Regions from separate parts of the Gadus morhua genome. Here region 1 is linked to region 2. Evidence: chromatin contacts called from public Hi-C data. All regions are on one chromosome and are shown on one strand. Each heading gives the region's core, a stretch centred on a gene start, on an enhancer-like site or on the middle of the called end of the contact. The rest is flanking DNA. Distances are from core to core; before and after follow the strand shown.

What was found. A called contact is a pair of places that touch in the nucleus more often than the background predicts.
Region 1: a Hi-C map of blood shows a contact between it and region 2, with 4 times the contacts expected there. The contact joins the promoter of cyld here to the promoter of adcy7 in region 2. A contact is called at or near these places in 2 of 6 Hi-C or Micro-C datasets (blood and gill).

Annotation. Positions count from the first base shown.
Region 1 is chr14:24,965,520-24,972,353 of gadMor3.0, forward strand. cyld (cylindromatosis (turban tumor syndrome)) reads left to right here and starts at 2,106. Exons shown (of 16, transcript XM_030377154.1): 1 at 2,106-2,597; 2 at 3,622-3,930; 3 at 4,867-4,972. The coding sequence starts at 2,106.
Region 2 is chr14:24,798,749-24,805,179 of gadMor3.0, forward strand. adcy7 (adenylate cyclase 7) reads left to right here and starts at 4,877. Exons shown (of 27, transcript XM_030377798.1): 1 at 4,877-5,058. tent4b (terminal nucleotidyltransferase 4B) reads left to right here. Exons shown (of 12, transcript XM_030377802.1): 11 at 435-599; 12 at 2,410-4,741. The coding sequence ends at 2,556.

The DNA of each region.
Region 1 (6,834 bases), core at 856-3,355, 160 kb after region 2:
AAATACAGTGGAACTGGTGGTGGAGTTCCCATATCACACCAGTATGGCACATGCAAAACATGTGATCAATGCCTAAAAAGCCCCGGCGTTGACGTTTAACGCACTCAACCAGCTCGCCATCTCAGCGCAGACTGGGAAACCCCCGTGGTGGTGCGTAGTCACAGACGCGCTCCGACGGCCAGCCCGGGCACAGCACAGAGGCGTGAGTGACGAGCCCCACAACGTCCCTCTGAGATCCTGTCAGGTCGTCCTCTGTACCCCGTCCACCGTGGATCGATCCACATGTCGTTTGGTGCACGTTCTGCCTGATGTGGGGTCATATGTGTCTCTATCGGGAGGCGAGCCTGCCCGCATACGGCGGATCCGCCAGTCTGGTGCTAGCCTGCTGGAGCTAGGCGTCTGAAGCTAGGCGGCTGAAGCTAGCCTACTGGAGATACCGTTCCGGAGCTAGCCTACTGGAGCTAACCCGCTACAGTTTGTGTGTGTGTATTTAGCCGCTCGCTAGCCTTTCGCTAGCCTACTATTGCTACTTTGTACAAGTGTAGCTGCTAGCTAGCCTGTCAGCTAACCACCAGCACCATCTAACGTGAGACGGGTTGTTCGGCGTGACACCGGCGGGGATGATCCACGCACCATGCACACTGCGGCGGCTCCTGACGTGTGTCTGAACTGAACCCCGCGTAAGGTGAGTGAGATGCGGCTCTGACGTGAGTGTCATAACGTGTTAATGTTTAGCTAGCTGCCCTTATGCCCTGGAAGGCCACAGCTGGCATCCTGCAGCAGATGACATTGTTGTGATGGCTGTCAGTGGGGACGTTGACACCTTTTGCATGTTCGTTGTTGAGATGAGGCGCTGAAGGCAACGCAGCTCATTATAATGTAAATGGTGGACCGTCTTCCCTCACTTTGGGGCAGCCATTGACCCAGCTTTGATGCTGTATATCTATCTGTGTGTGTGTGTGTGTGTGTGTGTGTGTTTATTTACACCACTATCGTTCTTGGTATGGCTGGTCGAACAAGGTAATTGTTTACCTCAATATCTGGTCCCTGCCCTTATTTTCATACCGAAACCAAGCAAGCTGTGTGATGCCGCTCATGCCAGGTTTAGATTGTACCCATATAACCTATGTCATCATAGGGGTGGTCCCATCACCACCGTCACCACAGCAACCTGTATCCGAGGTATCACTCACAATTCTTTATTGATCCCGGGGAAGATAGTTGCCTTTGCTATTGCTGTCGTATCCCGAGGTAATTTGAGAAAGAGATAACAGAATACAAACACAGCATACAAGTCAAAATAGTGTTCATGAAAACAAGCATACTCATCATATCTGAGGGAGATGCCCCCCTGATGTACATGCCAAATATACGCCTATGTAGTGGTCCTTTTTTATGCAGTGATAGTACATTCTGGAAGTGGAAGCAAGCATCGAGACCTTCATTCTTTTGTCCCTCATCCTGTCATTGGATATCGGCCTAGTGCTAAATAAATTATTTCATTTGTTAGTGTTGCAGAGCAGTTCCTTAATGACCTTATGCTGGAGGTCATGGTTACAACAAAGATACTTTTCTTGTTTTGGAATTAACGTTGACAATGACCATACAATGTTTTTAATGTTTAACGTGGCAGTTAATGTTCAGTGCTGTTCTGGCAAAAGGGGATAAAAACATAGATATGTAACAGGTAGGTAATCGGCAAATGGCTGATAGGATGTGGGTATCGATTGAGCTCCGGGTAGAAGGAAGACAACAGCTTGGGACTGAAAGTCTCAGTGTATTAACGCTAGTCTGGGCAGTAGAGTAGGCACGGCAATACATCTGCTGCTGCTCACTGTGCACCTACTTAATCAAGTTGCCTACCGTTGCATTATGTTATTTAGCAGACCATTTTTTTTTTAATCAAAAGTGATTTAAATATTAGTCCAACAACAATCCTAGTGTTGATGTAGGGTATTGTGTGCTTTGGCCTGAAGCCTTTACAAACAAAACAAAAGCCAAAAAACGGCAGTAAAGTTTACGACCGATTTTAAAGGGTTTCCCCTCCCTGCAGACCCCCGGCCAGGCTCGCCCACGGCGTTAGACCCGACGTGGAGCATGCAGCCATGAGCTCTGCCCTGTGGAGCCAGGAGAAGCCCAGCGCGGGCTTCAGGGAGGACTGGCGCTTCTACATGGTGGTGACGGAGTGCGTGGTGGAGAAGCCTCCGCAGAAGACCCTGCGCATCCCCCGTGGCAGCCTGGGGCAGGCCTGCCAGGAGCGCAACAACCTGGGCCGCACGCTACCCCCCAGCAAGGGCAAGAGGAGCCTGCGCATCTTGGACCAGACCAACGTGGTGCTCAGCCTGGACGAGCGGGACGTCCTGGAGCTGGACGAGAAGCTGGCAGAGATGCTGTTCCCCATCACCAACTGCGAAGAGCGCTACGCCCTGCTGTGCAACAACCCGCGGCTGGAGCGCGCCCGCATCATCGACTGCGGCTCGAAGGTGCACGTTCTGCTGCGCTCCGGCGACGAGCCGCTGCCCGGGGTGGTGCGCTTCAAGGGCTCGCTGCTGCCCGACCGCGCCATCTCGGGGGTCTGGTTCGGAGTGGAGCTGCTGGTGAGAACGGGGCGACGTCTGGGGGTGGTCGGTCCGAGGGCGGCCTATTCAGTGTTTGGGTTCCAACGGAAGGGACTCCACACCCACCAAAACCTTTTAGGTTTTCAAATCAGACAGACATTTTACAAACGTCCTTTCTAAAATAATATTAGAATTAGAATAAAATGATTTAATGTATTAAATCATTTTATGTATATCCTTTTTTATTTATTTTTATGATTTTGACTAGAACTAGAGATACAAAATAACGACTTCAACCAGGCACTGGTGTCCCCCCTGACACGATAAGTAGAACAGCCCGCCTTTGGGTAATTACGTCGTAAAATCAAATGCCAGCCCACCTACCCGTCTTGCGGTTGTCCTCTGCCATGCAGCATCTTCTGTGACAACGTGGGGAACATAGTCACACACAAAGGGCTTCTCATTCACAACACAACGCTGCATTTATCCACAGTCCCCACCGTGGGCTGCCAATACTGACCGACCGGGGACAGACATTCTGACCGTCACTCGGTGTACATTCCTTCAGTGTTTGGTGCATCCAGTCTCAGTAGCCCCTCAGTGTAGCGCTTAACAATACATTAAATATCGAGTTATGTTATTCCCTCATCAGCAAGCAAGCTTTTTATTAAGTTGTCCTATCCTTCCAAATGCATCTTTGTGTTCATCTCTGAATGAGACTATTGGATCATGTTGCATATATTACTTGCATATAAGATTCTGCAACTCATTGGCAGAAGGTATATACTTTTTTACAGGCCCACTGCAGCAATCAATCAGAAGCCCCCTGTAATCTGATGATTCTCCTGCAGAGCGCTGACCAAGCATCCTAACTTAGACCTCTTGCTCTTCTACAACGATAATATTTACATCTCCTGGCTGGCTGCGTCCCCTTCCCTCTCTCTCTCCCTCTCTTCCTCACTCCCCCTCTCTCCCGCCCACCCCATCTCCCTCTCCTGGCATCCTGCGTCCGACTCTCCCTCTCCCCCTCCCCTCCTCCCTGTCCTCGTTCATCCTGCCCCAGGAGGAAGGGCGTGGCCAGGGCTTCACGGAGGGCTCCTACCAGGGCCGTCAGCTGTTCCGCTGTGAGGATGAGTGCGGCGTGTTCGTGGCCCTGGACAAGCTGGAGCTGTGGGAGGACGAGGAGGAGGAGCACGGCGAGCTGGAGGTGGACCACGTCGCCCTGGTGGAGGAGGAGCAAGACTACCCGCCCCTGGACATCAACTCCAGGGTCCTGGTGCAGACCAGAGAGGGGCCCGAGAGGGGCACCATCATCTTCTGCGACCTGTTGCCTGACAACGAAAGCCTGGGCTACTATGTGGGCGTCGACATGGTAAGAGAGCGGAGCTGCAGTAAGCGATGGAAGAGTTGTGGCTAATGCAGCTGGTTATGCTGAAGTGATGAAGCCATCAATTAAATATGCAACTTAATGGCTCCCACAGCTGTGCAAAACGAATTTCCTGACCTTTGGGAAGCTATCGATTTTTTTTTTTATTACCAAAGCCGGAATATACGTAGAATATGTTAATGTAAAAATCCTTAAATATGTTGGTCAGGGAAACCCCTGTCCTGTTTACAGATCCCAGTTTTCTGAAGAGCGGTAACCCGCTCTTCTAGGCTCTTCTTCTGCTTCTGTTTGTGTTTGTGAGATGCTAATGTCTGCAGTCAACCGTTCCAATAGGGCTCGGGAACGTAGCCATCGGAGGAGGCAAACGCACGCCGAGGCATTTGACGGAGACTGATGATAGTGAGCCGTAGCAATAGCAACAACAATAACAACAGCAGCAGCAGCAGCAGCAGCAGCAGCCTTCTCATTACATCGCAGCCATCCAGAGAAAGGAGAGTCACGCGCAGTGTGAGGTGTAGTCTCAGCGCTAGCTATGACCCAACAGTGTGGCAGAAGGCCAGCAGCGAGGCGAGGAGTAGCCCACTGCTCTGCCTCCCTCTCTGCTCCCAGCCTCTCCCTGCTGCCTCTGCCTGATAGTGGCACCACCAACCGTACTCCGTTAGACCGCCCTGACCGTAGAGAGGGCTCACAGCACAGCACAGCAGCGTTGACAAGAGAACCTCAGTGGGATGTGTTTTAGAGCGGAGCTCGCTCCAGCTGCGGTTATTTATGTTTACACTGCGTTTTCTAGTTGGATTCAGTCGTTTTGTCGTCGATTTCTTGTTCGTTATTCCGGGTTGGGATCTAACCCAAATGGCATGGTGTTCCTGCGAGATGCTGACCGGCCGCCGCGGGTCTTAAAGGTGTCGCATGCTGTTTCAGGACAATCCCATCGGGGACTGGGACGGCGTGTTTAAGGGGAAGCTGCTGTGTAACTTCGCCAGCCTGGAGCACACCCTCCTGGTGCCCATCTGTGACGTGATGCCAGGTGAGCCAACCAGCGTTTTCTATCAGCAGCCTATCGGCATCGATGGCTCGTGATTTGACATGGAACATGTCTAATCATGAGCCTTTGGCACCGGTAGGAGCCTTTACGGCGGCGGCGGCGCCAGGGCCGGGGCCGGAGCAAGCGGCGGCGCGGGGGGTTTTGCGTTTGCGCAGCCAGCGAGGGAACAGTGGCCCCTTTGTGGCCATGATGGCCCCTCGCTGGCATGTGTGTTTTTTTTTTTTTTAAGTCAAGAGAGCGGCTCTGAGGCTCTTTGTTCTGCTTGCATTGGCGTATTGATTTGTTTATGTTTGCCTCGGCCTCTCCTCTCTTACGGCGCACAAGGAGGAAATCAAACCCAAAGAAAGCTTTTTGTTTTGGGCCGTTTTTTGGACTTCCCTTAAGTCCCCTTGTCCTTGTTTATTGAAGAGGTCGGGGACCGAGTGGATACTATAGTGCTCCATTATTGTTTAATGAGTGTATTTTATTTTTTGATTGACATTTTTTGTAACCCTTGCCAATTTGCACCAACTTCAGTGTCATCATTACAGATATAACTTGTGTGTTCAGCTGACTGTACGTGTGTCTTAATTAAGAGAGAACAGTGCGGAAAACTGCAAACTTGCGCCCCTTATATTAAGACTAGAAACAACAATGCATATATCCAGTGTGCGAAATACCCTTCAATATTCGGGGGGGGTCCCCCAACCCCAGATTGTTGCTCAATACCGATCTAAATTTTCTCAATATGCAGTAGTCTTATCACATTACAATATTTCATGGATGCAAGCAATCAGTCTATAGCCTACATGACAAAACATACACTTTTTTTTTTATAATCCGATATGCTATAGTAGCCTATTTGCAAAGCAAAACTTGGATGCACGTTGTTTTACAACAAGGAGAGGCAAAGTTGTGCATTACAATGCAAACACAACAATAATTGGCACCAAAATGGCGCACTTAGAAGAGCAATCAGCAACTGAAAAAATGCCAGGTATAGACTATCGAAGACTGGCACGCAATCAGTGCACTTGCAAATGAGTGCCTGCAGTATGACCGATCGTGTGACATTATTTAACCATCCATCTACCGCAAAAACAATCAGATAGATACATCATAGAACACATACACAAAGCACATTCGTCCAACCATGGCGGATGCTGACAACATTTAACACAACAAGCCAAACATCACCACGGCAGGTGCTCTCTCGCTCTCGCAAGCACGTAAACAATCACTCCAACTTATACATCTCCAAGGCTAGGCTGCTTCATTAAGACCACAACCAATCACAAGGCCTTCAAAACCGAGCAGTATGCCGAAGCCGGAAAGGACATGCAGGCGCACAGTCGCACACACTCATCGTATGCACAACAATCGGTTCTATAATCACAATTTAGTCACTGCAAAGATTAAAAAAGATAGTCTCTTACTTTAAGTTGGAATAGACCCAAAGTGTGTGACTGATACAATCTGGTTTAGCTTTCGCTTGCTAGCCGTTTTTAGTATGACTTGTCAACATTACGTTTGGCGAACATGGCTTATTTGCATACACACACAGGGCTCAGCAAAAAATAACATATTTGCGAATACATGTTTTGAGGTCTGAATACTGGACATGGTGAGGTTAAAAACATTTAAGTGACCATTATCTTGTAATTTTTTGACAAAGTTTGAGACCCCCATCAAATTTGGCTTTTGAGGCTTCCAGGGGATCTCATGTAGACTGGGTAGCCCTGCCCATTCTACGATTTGAATTCTCCCTGCAGAAGGGTCTGGAGTAGAGCAATACATTTCTTTCTGCTTCCGATATTTTTTTGTGGGAGCCAAACACCAAGCTGCCCCCCCCCCCCCCCCCTGGC
Region 2 (6,431 bases), core at 3,627-6,126:
ATGCACAAAAAACGATGTAGATTTACAGGAAACTCTTCCTCTCATCTGGGCGCTTTCAGCATTCTCTGTGAAACGCTCGGTTTCGTCCTTTTCCGCCCCCTCGCCCCCCTCCTGCCAACCCAACTCCGGTGTGATTGGTTACCTTCCTTGAAGCGCGCGTGCGGGCAGATTTGACCATGTGAACAAGTTAATCGCAAACGTTGTCCCGAGTGTTTAGCGCTCTGCACAGCCACCCCAGACTGTCCGCAGGGAATACGTCGAAATGCATGTCCGTCATTATTGGACACTTTAGTACGGTTAAACATGACTATCAATCATTATAACAACGTTTATAGGTCATAAAAGTCTAAAAAGCATAATAGGTCCCCTTTAACTGAACATAGTTCCATGTTGCCCAAAAACGTCCTTAAAGGTTATTTTGTGTCCTTCTCAAGGACTCGGACGGCACCCCGTGTAAAACGGCCAAGCAGCAGCAGCAGCAGCAGCAGCAGTCCGGCCGCGGGTCCAAAGCCCACCGGGACTCAACGCCCAGCGTGGCCAGCAGCCGGACACAGGGCCACTCTGCCTGCACTCCCACCGGGGGCGGCAAGGGGGGCAAGGTAGGCACGCCTGGAGCTCCTCCCCGGTCAGATCTGGCGATCTAACCGTATAACGTATATCATTTTTATAAAAATAGGACTTTATCCGTATCAATACCTTCTCAAAATATGTCTGGTTATAAGTGATTGTTCATTTTAGTTTTTTGGGGGGTTGTGCTAACTGGCCACTGCGGTCATCTGATGCTGAAGAATAAGATCTTGGGTCAGCCAGTCAGCCAGGAGTGGGAGGTGCCTGAGAACGAGGCATGAGCCTGAGATCAGGGGGGACCCTCTCATGGCTGCTGGCGCCACTACTGAGGTCATACTGGGAACAACTGTTGTATGACTGCAGTTATCAGAGTAGAGTAAGATGGAGGTTGGAGACCTCGATTTGTTCTTGACACACGCAACCTGCTGAAGGCTTGCTGCGTTTGTTAAAGGTTAAAGGCAGGATTAACGAATGACCTTTTGCTTAAATTGACCTTAAATCCTCTATTAAGAGGCCTGATCGATTATTCTTCCCCTTGAATTAGCCCTACATTCGTGGCTTTATGGTCGATATGTGCGCAGAACTGAGGCCCTATGCATATTGATTAAAGAGAGGTTTAAAGAGCTTCTTACGTGACTGTAAAAACAGGTAATAAGCAAGGTAAAATTATTTCTAAAATTATATTGGGATAGATGTAGAATTCGGATAAATACAAGTCTATGGCTGTTCTCGAGCTGGCTTGGTGGCTCCAATTCCTGGAGAAACTGCTAGTCAGAATCACCCTTTCTGAGGCCAGCGATATAATGCTAATCCATGTACAATGCTGATTTAATAACTCCTTTATGTCTACAGGCCTAGCATGCTAACAGTCATGAACAGTAAGCTTATGATCTGAAGGTCATAATTAAATGCTGGTCTATTACTCCAACATGCCTAGTAGCCTTATGCTGGATTTGTTAATGGGTTTATTATGTATGAAACAAGAATATAAGGAGAATATATTTGCACATCATTGCTTCCACCTGGAGAGAGCATTGCAGCCCCTGGCACGAAACACATTATAAGATGCTCTCCCATACTGTTTTGCTGAAAGAAAATGTCCAAAACCCTAGTCAAGCTCATTCTCTTGAGTCCAAAGTAAATTGACCATCTTATTCAGACGGACATGATTGTGTCTTGGTTGGTGTCTGAGTAAAGTCTGCTCAAAGTGAAGTTGCTTCCATGTAATTCCATTGTAATCCCACTGACCTTTTGCGGGAAAGCTTTCATGCTAATCCTGACCTATAGAGATTCATAGGCTGCACAAACAGGCTTCTAAACAGGCACCAGTTGAATATATATGATCTTTAATCAACAATGAATCAATATATACAGTCATCATCTCTCTATGTTGGGTTGAGGCAATGTCATTCCAATTCATCAATGTTTCTCCATAGTAGAAGAACGCAGAGCCGACCGAGATCAGTTTGCGTGATGTAGGGCTGTGAGATTAATCAAAATGTTGATTGCGATTTCGATTTTTTGGGTCAAACGATCTCCGAACTAATATAATCAAGTTCAAATGTATTTTATCTTTTATAAATTTGAATAAATATGAATTGAATGAAATTTCGTATTTTCTATTTTAACATTTTGTGTGTTTTAAGGGGGGATTTTTCAAGTTCTGTTACAAAGTGTTTTTTTTGGAGAGAAATGCTGAAGAAATGCATGTTGTAATCGTGACTTCAATATTGACCAAAATAATTGTGATTCAGGGATATTTTCCCATAATCAAGCAGCCCTAGCAGGAAGGTGTGTGTGTTCCCAGTTCTGAACCGCGCCTTCTGTCTGTTCCCTCCTCAGACCCGGCCGTCCCGCTCCCATAAGGCCGACCAGCAGAGCTCGTCCTCAGGGGGGAAGAGCCATCAGGGCAACAAGCCACACCACCAGGGCAACGGCAAGAAGAGGAAAAATGTGAGGGAGTCCACCCAGGAGGACCCTTGCAGATAGTGGGTGGCCGCGGCGTGCCCGTGCTCCCCCCTCTGCTAAGGACCCCAGGGACGGGACTCGTCCTACTTCTGCTGCCAGACTCCAGCCTTGGGAGGTTCTTGGTGTAGAATCTCTGTCTTACACTCAAGATTTTTTTGCCGGGCACACGCAAGCGTTTTATAGCAGGAACAAAAAAAAGAACAAAAAAATAAATAATTATAGGAAATGGGGCTTCGGTTCTTGGACCCGGATTGAATCATGAAGGATATTTGCGTGTTAGCCGCTGTCGTCAGGCTTCTCGTGGAGGGGTTTCTACCCCGCAGGCGGCGCTCACTGGAACTGTCTTATTGCCCCCTTGTGTACGGGAGGACAAATGGCAGGTGTCGAGGGTCTGCCATGGAGTACAAAGCCTGGGGCTGGAGGCAACACCGCTTCTCAGCGAGAACGATACATTTACAAATTGATGGAAAAGACTAAAAATGTTGAAGAACGGGAGGAAACCCAAACAAAAAAAATGTACACTGATTTCCTTTTTTTATGGTGACCCTTAAAAAATGCAATCCATTACGAGTGAGGAAATAACTTATGCATGACAGTTCTCTTTTGCTGGTGGTTGGTCTGTTTTTTGTTATGTCTCGACAGATTATACAGAGATTTTTACAAAAAAAATACATAAAAAGGTTAAAAATGCCATTGCAAAAAAAAACGGACAAAACCAAAAAAACAATCATAAATTGTTTCCTATTCTCTTTTTACCAGATATAACAGTTTGAGACGTGTAGACGTGTACTTTCCCCTCCTAGCTGTTCTTTATGGGAGGCCAAGGAGCTGGGTTCTGGGACTCATTGCCAACATACATCATCAGCATCAGTCTACTCACTCCGAGCACGGTGGCGCTAGCGGTTAGCCTACTGAACACCTACTGAATACATGTCACTACGGATGGCTGGATGGAGATTAATCCTGTGTACCGATAGCACAGCCGTGCTAGTTAAGAGCCTAGAGTATAGGTATAAATTAGTAAGGGGGTGACGATGGTTTTTATGGCAAAAATCAAATCCTACACTTGAAGAAAAGAAAACCCACTCTTGTTAGCAATCAATCTGTGGGAGGTAATTCGTTGGCTTAGTGATTTACCTTCTACAAAAATCATTTTATTTCTTAAATTTATTTATTTTTTTATTATATGGACATAGTATGGATAAGATGTGTATTAACTTTGGAGCCTGTATCTTTTGTGTCCTTATGTTTAGCTAGGAAGAGATATTGGGGGGGGAAATACAATTTATCAGGTACAGTTAAAATGTCACGGTTATGTCATTTCATTGCCTTTTTTTCTTTCGGTAATAGTTGAGTGACCAAGTTACCTAGAAATTATATGAGACCATTTTTGCAAGTCGGAAAGTGTAATGTGTTACATGGCTGGGGTGTTAAATTCAAAGGGAGTTTCGATTATAATTTTTTTGTTTTGTTTTGTTTATTGAAATTAATCCCGCCTTGGGGGACCCCCTGATGTTTTGCAGTTCTGCAAGTAACCTGTAGATGGGGTTATCGCTCAAGTCTTATCCTTACAGAGTTGGCGCTCGTATACTGCATTTGGACGGCCCCCCACCTATGGGTGACTTGAAGGAATAGCCCACTATCAATTGAAAACCATATGTAGAACACCCGGTCAGTGACATGCTTGCATTGGGAAATATCGAATAAGCACACGGCAGCCGCTTGGATGTTTTTTTCCAACACCAAACGCAACAGCTCTCTACCACACACAGATTACCAGCAATAACATTTCTGCAGTCACTTGACCCTCAACACTATTTAACGTCCGCCACAACCCATGATGATATTAAAAGAGCACGGCCCTTGCAGAAACACAACCGCTACAGTTTGAATCACAACTCCAAACATTTTACGCGTTTTTTGATAGGACGACTCTTGTCCAAGTGAATAAATCTACGTGTTTGATGTTGAACCATTCATTGATGTCGCCCGTCGCATTTCCAGACGCCTTCTCCAAATGCAGTATATAAGTGCTTGTCTGAAAACGGCGGACAACAGAATGTAAACGTGTCAGTAGTGCCATCGGAATAATGTCCATCGACCCTCCTCACTGCAGGTTCTTCTCACTAAACTGTGCTCATCCCAAACGTCATTTCTCTGCAGCTATTACAGTACATGCAATAAAAACCACAGTACAACTAAACAGTCCGAAGTGTCGGTTTCTTGGTGTTTGGGAAAGAGCTCTTCCGACTCTACACAGGTGGGCGGACACGCTGGCACTTCTTCACGCACACCACGAGGAGAAGAATGAACACGCTTTCCGCTTTCCGCGTTGTAACGCAGAGGTGCGCCGCCAGAGCGCACGCAGCAACGCTTTGAGAGGCGCGCTGCCAGAGCGCACGAAGTGACGCCTGGAGAGGACTGCCGTAGCCACGCGTGAAGCGGCGCGTTGAGACAGAGGAAGCGATCTATTGAATATCCTGCTTTAATGTCATCTATTAATCATGCACGTCGACGAATGAGGTGAGTTCTCCCCTGCCGTTTATTTCTACTTAGGATTATTGTTATAAAGTGTCGTTTCGTCCATTAAGTGAACACATCCATCCGAAATGTTTAGGTAGCATCATATATCTGTTGGATGGGTTCGAAACGGGCTGAACTATGCAGGCTAAAGAATTCGGAACGTTAAAGTTCCGCGTAACGAAACGTTCGAGGCGAGGTTCGGGTTTTAGGGTGCATTTTCTACTGTGTTTCTGGGGTCGGTCGGTGCAAATGCGAGGTAGGCTGACTGGTGTCAAATTTGGGGCTTTCTTCACTTCACTTTATTAAAACATGTTTCAGTATATGTTCCGGATGCTCAGGAGACCTTTTCTTTCACGTCGATCAACTTCTGCCCATGGTCCGGGCAGACTGGTGACCAGAATGACTGCTCCACGTTGTGATGCATGAGGCTATAACCTTACTCCATGGACTGACACTTGGCATGTTCTAGCTGTAGCTTTGGAGAGACCATTCCACCCTTTTTTGGATAAAGTAGCTTTTTTTGTCGCCTACTTTTGAGTACATTGACTTTCGCGTTAGTCCGCGACTGTCAGCTAAAATGTGTTTTTATTCACTAATGCCAGAGAACAGCTCCGTTTCTCCATCCCATAACATGCGCATCGCATTCCCTTCTGATTGCCTGTTGATTCCCTTGGCCATCAAACATTTCAGTTGCAAATTGCTCAAGGGAAATGGAAAATGTGCCGGAAAGACCTATAGGCCTACTATTTTATATATATTTGAAGTAATTCTGTTCAAGTTTAGCAGGATAAACCCTACTCTGCGGTATTTGCATGCGCAAATTAGTGCTTCTGAAGGGAATGCAGCCTGCAAACGGTGTCTCAACGAGGTGTCGTAAGCTTTGCTTTTGCTTCCATCAATTGTTGAGAATTTTCCATCTGTACACACGCATTACACAGGTGATCGCATATGTGAGCGTGGGTGTGATCAGCATTCGGTTGGTTACATCACTTTTACCATTTCATTCCTACCTCAGTGAAAATCATTCCAAATCTCATTATTTGTTTTTGCGTCCCTCGGACCCTGTGGTCAAAGCATGTCAACACGAACTGTCATGGCACATTTAGAACTGTGACAGAGATGCAAACATGAAAGTGAGTCAAACCGTCAGATTTGTCTTGTATTGCGAGTTTTTGTGTGCATCTGTGTGTGTATCAATTGGAATACATTGGCCCTACTGTCAGTTGAACGAATCATGGTTGGAGGCAGCTTTCATCGGGGGCCAAACCATGGTCATGGATCAGCAGATTTGTGCAATGTTTTTGTGTTTGGCAGACTTTTGTAGCTGACCAGTAGGGCAGTCCCTAACTATTTTTTTTCGAATTTAGTGTGTT